Regions from separate parts of the Mus musculus genome. Here region 2 is linked to region 1. The links are chromatin contacts, called in public HiChIP or PLAC-seq maps. All regions are on one chromosome and are shown on one strand. Each heading gives the region's core, a stretch centred on a gene start, on an enhancer-like site or on the middle of the called end of the contact. The rest is flanking DNA. Distances are from core to core; before and after follow the strand shown.

Region 1 (3,211 bases), core at 235-2,734:
TGCCATCTCTGAACTTGTAACAACCTTGCCTGGCTACTCATTTGACATTTAATAATATATTATCTTATGTTGTTTAATTTATAGGTATGGTCTTTTAATCACCTTTAGCTGTTGTGAGGACATACTTTGTTTTCTTGACCCTTTCTTTTAGTTTGTATTATGTGCCCTGCCTTTTGGCCCATGTGTCTGAGATCTGGCCTTGAACATACCTAGTAGTGCTGTCTCATGTCCTTTTCCAGTTAGCAGCTCTCTTTGATCTGTATGTGGCACCTGAGGGAAGAACCGCACTTGCATTCCTTTCTTTTTGGCACTTCTTTCTCTGTTATCCTCCTGTGTCAGGTGTATATCAGAGGAAGTGCCAATATTGTAGCTCTTGATTTAAAAATGTAGAAACAAGCTTAGAGAGGTTAGGCTACTTACTCAAGACCAAATAGTTAATCATTGGAGCAAAGTTGACCTTGTGGTATGTAGCCCAAGGATGTGCCATGCCCCATGCTGGCTCCCTATGTTGGTGTTGGGAATCCACTGGCTTGTCAAGTACTGCAACATTTAGGAAGGAGTTGCAAAGTAAAGCTTTACCTACCCCTCCAGGGGTCATTTCTAATCTGGCTCCTACAGAGCCGACTGTAGGACCTTCTCCCTGATGTCCATTCATGGATAGTTCTCTGCATGGATGGGCTCCCCAAAGTATATTGCTGTGAAGATGTGACAGTGATCCCCTATGCTCTACAGGGACTGTACAGGAAAACTGGACTCAGTGGACTACATCCTCTTTATTTTTTACTAACAGTACAGGATACAGTAGGAATGCCATGACATCTACCCTCTACCTTCCTTCATCTAGTCTCAAACTACTAAAGATCTGTGAGGAAATTGGGTGTGGTGCTTCATCCTTGTAATTTTAGTACTGCTGGGAGGCTAAGGTAGGAGGCTTAAGAGAGGAAGTCTAGTGCCAGCTTATGCTTCATAGTGAGACTGTGCCTTTAAAAAAGATTTCAAAGGGTAAAGCTAGCAGAATTAGAGGGTATAGTCATTTTCAGGCTCTCATTGTAGGACATATTTGCATGGATGTATATATACTAAAGAAAACTGTAGGGCATAAGATACAGTGAACCTCCATAGAGACTTCACTCAAGCAGTTGTCAAGCCTGGCTCAGCTTGTCTCATTCCTGTATTATTTTGAAGTAAAGTCAGCCATATATTTTTTCCTGTTCCAGTAAAGAGAAAAAAATATTTTGAAAAATAAAACCTCACATTGGAGGTCAATGTTAATTTAGTGATGTCTCTTTCCTAGAGCTATTTTTTCTACCTCGCTCCCCTCCCCCCAGAAAATGTGTGCCCTTCAGTACTTAGCAGGGGGTGGGGGTGGCTGATGGCCATTGGCCAATGGGACTCAACCTGCAAGGCTTGGCCCTGGCCCTTGTGATCAGGATCTGGGATCCTGCCTGGGCGCCTTGATGGTATCAGCTTTGCTGTAAGCGGGAACCACAAGATCAAAGGCTCCGAACTCTGAGGTGCTTCAAAGCCGCCTGAGCAGCTCGGATTGATGTGGAGAATGAGAGCGCCCTACTGATGTAATCATAGCCTGTGAGACAGGTTCTCCTTTTTTTTTTTTTTAAATTTAAACAAAGACTCCCCTTGTTTATTTAGCAAGGTAAAGCGGGTGCTGTGCAGGGCACACGTGCAGTGTGTGTGTGTGTGTGTGTGTGTGTCCGTCCATTCTAGCCTGGTTGGTTTGTGAAGGGGCAGCTAGTAGTGGCTAGTCTGCAGGTGGGCTTGGAGATTTTCCATAAAAGACAACTTGTTTGTGTTAGGAGCAGTTAATTTCCTCCCACTTTTTTAGGATGCTAAGATTTGTTCCTGGGTTATATTACTAAAATCTTGAAAGTACCATCCCACAAAGGAAGATACAGGCTTCAGGCCACACTTGGTGAAGCAGGTAGGGAAACAGGTCAAAAAGGGGGAAGTCTGGGGAAAGCTCATCTTTCCCTCCCCAGAGGCTGTTGGGCAGAAGCCTAAGCATGTGAGGATTAACCCCTCCACATACCTGAATAGTTTTCCAGTCTCTATAAAAACTGCTGACATTTGACATTGGCTGATCTTGCAGTGTTCCTAGCTTCCATCAGTCCCTCTACTTTTAATAGATAGGTACACAAATCTTTTAAACCCTGTTAAACTACCTCTATGAATAAATATCCATATTTTGTTTTCTTGCCTAGTGAATCTTACAAATGACCACATAGATTAAGCAACCTTCCAATTGATCCAGGCTGGCGGATGCTGAGTTCTTTCCCAAGATACCCCATAACCCCCAATCAGAGTTCAAACTTGGTGGAGTTTCTGGCATTCTTTAGTTTGAATCGAAGTCATAGTGACTGAGGTCTATTTTTATGTCTTGCATTGGTCTCAAGCAGACATATTGTATGTAAACCATATTGCTCTTCTCTCTTCCCATGACTGTTTCTCTTAGGATAACCAGTGTTTGTTACTTAGATAAGAAGCGGACAACCTTCTATTTATCCTCAATGAGGTATCCTTTTGTTTTGCCTCATGCTTTCTCTGTCCTTATACATATGAACCCTAGAAGGCAAGAATGAAATTCATTCATTCTTTCAAGCCTTCCTCTTTCTTCTCCATTTTTTCTAAATACAAATAAATGTTTTCCCTTATCTTCTGTATAAACACGTTTCCCAAATATTTTATTGTGAAAAACACTGGAAATAATTTCACAGCTACCCCTTATACATACTGACTGCCATTCGTGTTTTAGTTTTACATATTTACCTATGCATACATGATTCCAATCCCCAACCCCGAGACAGGGTTTCTTTGTATAACCTGTCTTGCTTGTCCTGGAATTTATTCTGTAGACTACAATGGCCTTGAACTCAGAGATCTACCTGCCTCCTGAGTCCCGGAATTCAAGGTATAGGTCACCACTTATACACAATTTTAATATTTACAACATAAGTACTTGTGTATCCAGCTCAGGTATGCTTACCTGTTCCAGTGACTGCAGGGGGGTTGAGGGCCTCTTAAATAATGCTAATACCATTTGAATTTGTAGATTTCTCCTGCCCACACACAGGTTGGGAGTAGATATGAAGATACTATTTCTGTCTTCAAACATTCAGGGGACCCCAGGAAGTTGGTTACAAAGACCAAAGGCTACCTGGTAGCTGGGTTGACTGTCGAGGTCCAGTTATTCTTA
Region 2 (3,346 bases), core at 382-2,881, 67 kb before region 1:
ATATGATTAAACCATGAATATACCACTGTAAAAGTACAATATATGTGTGTCCATGCCTTTAAATATTTATCATTTTTATTAATCTTATCATTTTTATTAAACTTATCATTTTTATTAATCTTATTCTGTTTATTAAAATAGCACGTTCATTGGAGATGTCAGAAAATTAATAAACCAAAACCACTAATATTTCTACCATCAACAGAAAAATTAATATTTTATTTGTGGAGTGGAAAAATGGCTCATGGGTAAAAGCATTTGCTATGCAAGCATGAGGAACTGAGTTCGAATCCCCAGAACCCATGTAAAAGTCAAACCAGTAACATGAGTGTCTGCAGTCCCAGAGCCTCTATGGAGAGATGGGAAATGGAGACAAGAGAACTCCCAGGAGCTCTCAGGCCAGTGTGCCTGTCATACACAGCAAGTAATGAGCCTCTCAAACAGGTAGGAGGTGAGGACTGACTCCCTCCAACTATGGCCTGTACACACCCACATTCACTGCACAAATGCGTGTGTGCACGCACGCTCGCACACACACTTTGTTTGATCCAGAAACTTGCTAGACTCTATCCCCCACCTGACAAGAACATATGTAGAGGAGGAAGACACAGTATATAGTCCTTGTCCCCAAGGCCAGGACAGATGAACCACAGAGCCAAGGAGGCTTCGGTGAGAAAGATGGAAGATTCTGATCGGCATTAAACGGAGCTCCCAAGGGCTGAGAATGGAGTTCTGAGCATGCTCAAAGGCCCGAGCTTGATCCTCAGAATGGGGAAAAGAAAATAAGTAAAAAGCAAGCAAGGAAAAAAACTGTAAAGAATATTTAGGAGGTGGGGATATATCTCAATTGGTAGAGTGCTTATCTAGCATGCAGGAGAACTGGCTTCAAGTCAAGTGCTCATAAGTCAGGCACAGGAGCACAAAGCTGGGAGCAGGAGGGTCAAGAGTTCAAGGTCATCCTCAGCTACACGCAGCAGAATATCTGTAGAAGCCAGAGGACAACCTGACAACTTGTAAGTAGTCCCCGGAGATTTGAACTCAGGCACTCAGGCTTGGCATCGAGTGCTTTTCCTCTTTGAGTCATCTCTTCAATCCTAAAATGGACTTTGGAATGAATTTTATTTCTTTCCTTTTTTAAATATTTATTTTATGTATGAGTTCTCTACACATGTACACCTGTGTACCAGAAGAGGGCATGAGATCCCATTACAGATGGTTGTGAGCCACCATGTGGTTGCTGGGAATTGAACTCAGGACCGATGGAAGAGCAGCCAGTGCTCTTAAACGTTGAGCCGTCTCTCCAACTTCCACTTGTAAATCTTTTTAAGATAATTGTGAGGCTTACCTTATGGAACTTTTTCTTTATTTTCCAAAATTACTAAATTAGTTATTGTTTTACACAGTTTTGCTAATCTAAAATATTTTTACATTTATTTTGAGTTTATTGTGTGTGTAAGGGGAGGTTCTGTTGCTAACGTCCTGTTCCCCAAATGGTTCTTGATTTATCAGTAAAGAAGGCCGGGTGTGGGGGAGGAAGCAGGAGACAATTGCTGGATGGAAGCACAGGTGGGACTTCCGGCCCCGGGAGGAAAAGGCAGACACAGAGGAGGAGAGGGGCGTTTCTGCTCTGCTTTGGAGGAAGAAGAATGTAGCAACCATGCAAGGTCTCTGGACAAGCTGGGGCTGTGGCCTCCACTCCAGGCAGGTGGCCAAGGATGTTTGGCGGGGCAGGTGGGACTAGGCACTAAGTTTAGGGCAGGTGGAGAGATGGAGATAATAAATTGGTAAGAGCGCACTTTTCCAGGTGGGGGATATCGCCCCCAGCAACTGTGCCTAGAAGGTAAGTTGTAAAGTAACAACCTGTGTGTGCCTTTTATCCAAGGATTCGGGGAAGCCGGGTGGGAGCTGGGATCATGGTCAAAGGCAGGTAGTACAAAGGGCCAGAGTGCAGCCCGTCCCAGGCAGAGGCGGTGGCATTTAAAACTACGTGCAACGTGTGTGTAGATCAGAAGAAAACTTAAAGAAGCCAGTTGATTCCAGAGATCAAGCTCAACTCCTGAGGCTCAGCAGCAACCCGCCCTGAGCCATCTACTCTAGTGAGTCATTTGATCTTTCACTTGCCCCTTGTCTGGAATGCAGATGAGATGGGAAAGATGGAGCAGCCGTCTTGTGACCACGAAGGGATGGGTCCAGCATGACAGTGGTGAGGGTCAGGGCTAGGTGGTCAGAAAGGACAGACAGATGTGAAGTGAGTTTCTGCTGGCAGCACACAGCCACAGCTCACAAGCCCAGAATGCCCATTTCTGGGTTTTTATCATACGGGAAGAGCCAACCCATTCTTTGGCTGGGTTTTCGGCTACAAAGCCAAACCAATCAATAGCTGGTAGAAAGGCTGAGCTACAGATATATTTTAAGCTGGGGCACTACACGTGGCTCTAGGGCCTGGAGAGATGGGAATTAGAAGCAAATGCTGAACTTGTATCAGGCCAGATCACAGAGCCTTCTGGGGAACCCAGGCCCTGGGCCTTAGACCGAGAGTGCCATCCTTCAAGATAAACAATGTGTAAATGAATCATTTTAAAGGAAAATTCTCCTGCCTTTCTCCCCACATCCCATAGTAGTCACTAAAAGCACTTTAAATTGTTGTTTGTTTCTACTGACCAGCTTTAGATTCACTATGTAGTTCCGGAAGGGATTGAACGTGGAGCCTCCTGTCTCCATCTTTGGAGGCCTGGAATTACGGGTGTGTGTTACCACTGCCAGGACAAATAGTGCTGGAGATTCAGTGTTGAGAGACCACATCTTCTTATGTGTAGGACTGTGGGTCTAGTATGTAGCAATGCAAGCATGCACACACACACACACACACACAGAGTCAATTTAAGATTGTCTGGTGGCACACCCCTGTGATCCACTCATAGTGAGACTCTGTCTCAAAAACAAGAGAAAACAATCCAGTCTCTACCATGCCAGCCACTCTTCAGACACTCGATAATCAATATTGGTATATTTGCATGATTTAGGTTGCTTTTTTTTTTTTTCAGACGGGGTTTTGTTTTGTAGCCCAGGCTGCCTTCAGATTCAAGGTCCACGTGCTCTGTCTCCCCCACGCTGGGATTGCAGGTGTGTAGTTACACTCAGCTTTCTGGTGCCTCTTTATAGACAACATTCTCCTTACAGAACACCCTGCTCAGGAATGGTGAAAAGACACTGGACTTAAACATGGGTTTACTCTGTGCCCTGAAAGTCCACTCCTTGGCACAGGGCAACCAGTCAATGTTAGACCACAGCCATGTTCAAGAACCTTCTAAGCTGCACCTGGTGGCACTTTAGTCCCAGCAGAGAC

The links. HiChIP or PLAC-seq counts read pairs in DNA pulled down with a chosen protein or histone mark.
Region 2: a contact with region 1 is called in an H3K27ac HiChIP or PLAC-seq map of embryonic stem cells, with 10 read pairs. The contact joins two enhancer-like sites. A contact is called at or near these places in 2 of 15 datasets of contacts at CTCF or cohesin (CD8 T cells and pro-B cells), 11 of 484 Hi-C or Micro-C datasets (Th2 cells, cerebral cortex, granulocyte-monocyte progenitors and 6 more) and 2 of 115 datasets of contacts at active chromatin or transcription factors (CD8 T cells and embryonic stem cells).

What each region holds. Positions count from the first base shown.
Region 1 is chr11:5,410,109-5,413,319 of GRCm38.p6, reverse strand. The region is part of intron 1 of Znrf3 (zinc and ring finger 3); the gene reads left to right. Among named protein-coding and RNA genes, the nearest start is that of Znrf3, 33 kb to the left of the region's middle. Within about 2 kb of position 1,484, at least 68 of the 459 cell types and tissues checked have an H3K27ac peak or open chromatin away from gene starts, as enhancers often do. A contact at or near this core is called in embryonic stem cells, where this site is marked.
Region 2 is chr11:5,476,641-5,479,986 of GRCm38.p6, reverse strand. No RefSeq gene overlaps it. Among named protein-coding and RNA genes, the nearest start is that of Gm11963, 7.6 kb to the left of the region's middle. Within about 2 kb of position 1,631, at least 10 of the 459 cell types and tissues checked have an H3K27ac peak or open chromatin away from gene starts, as enhancers often do. A contact at or near this core is called in embryonic stem cells, where this site is marked.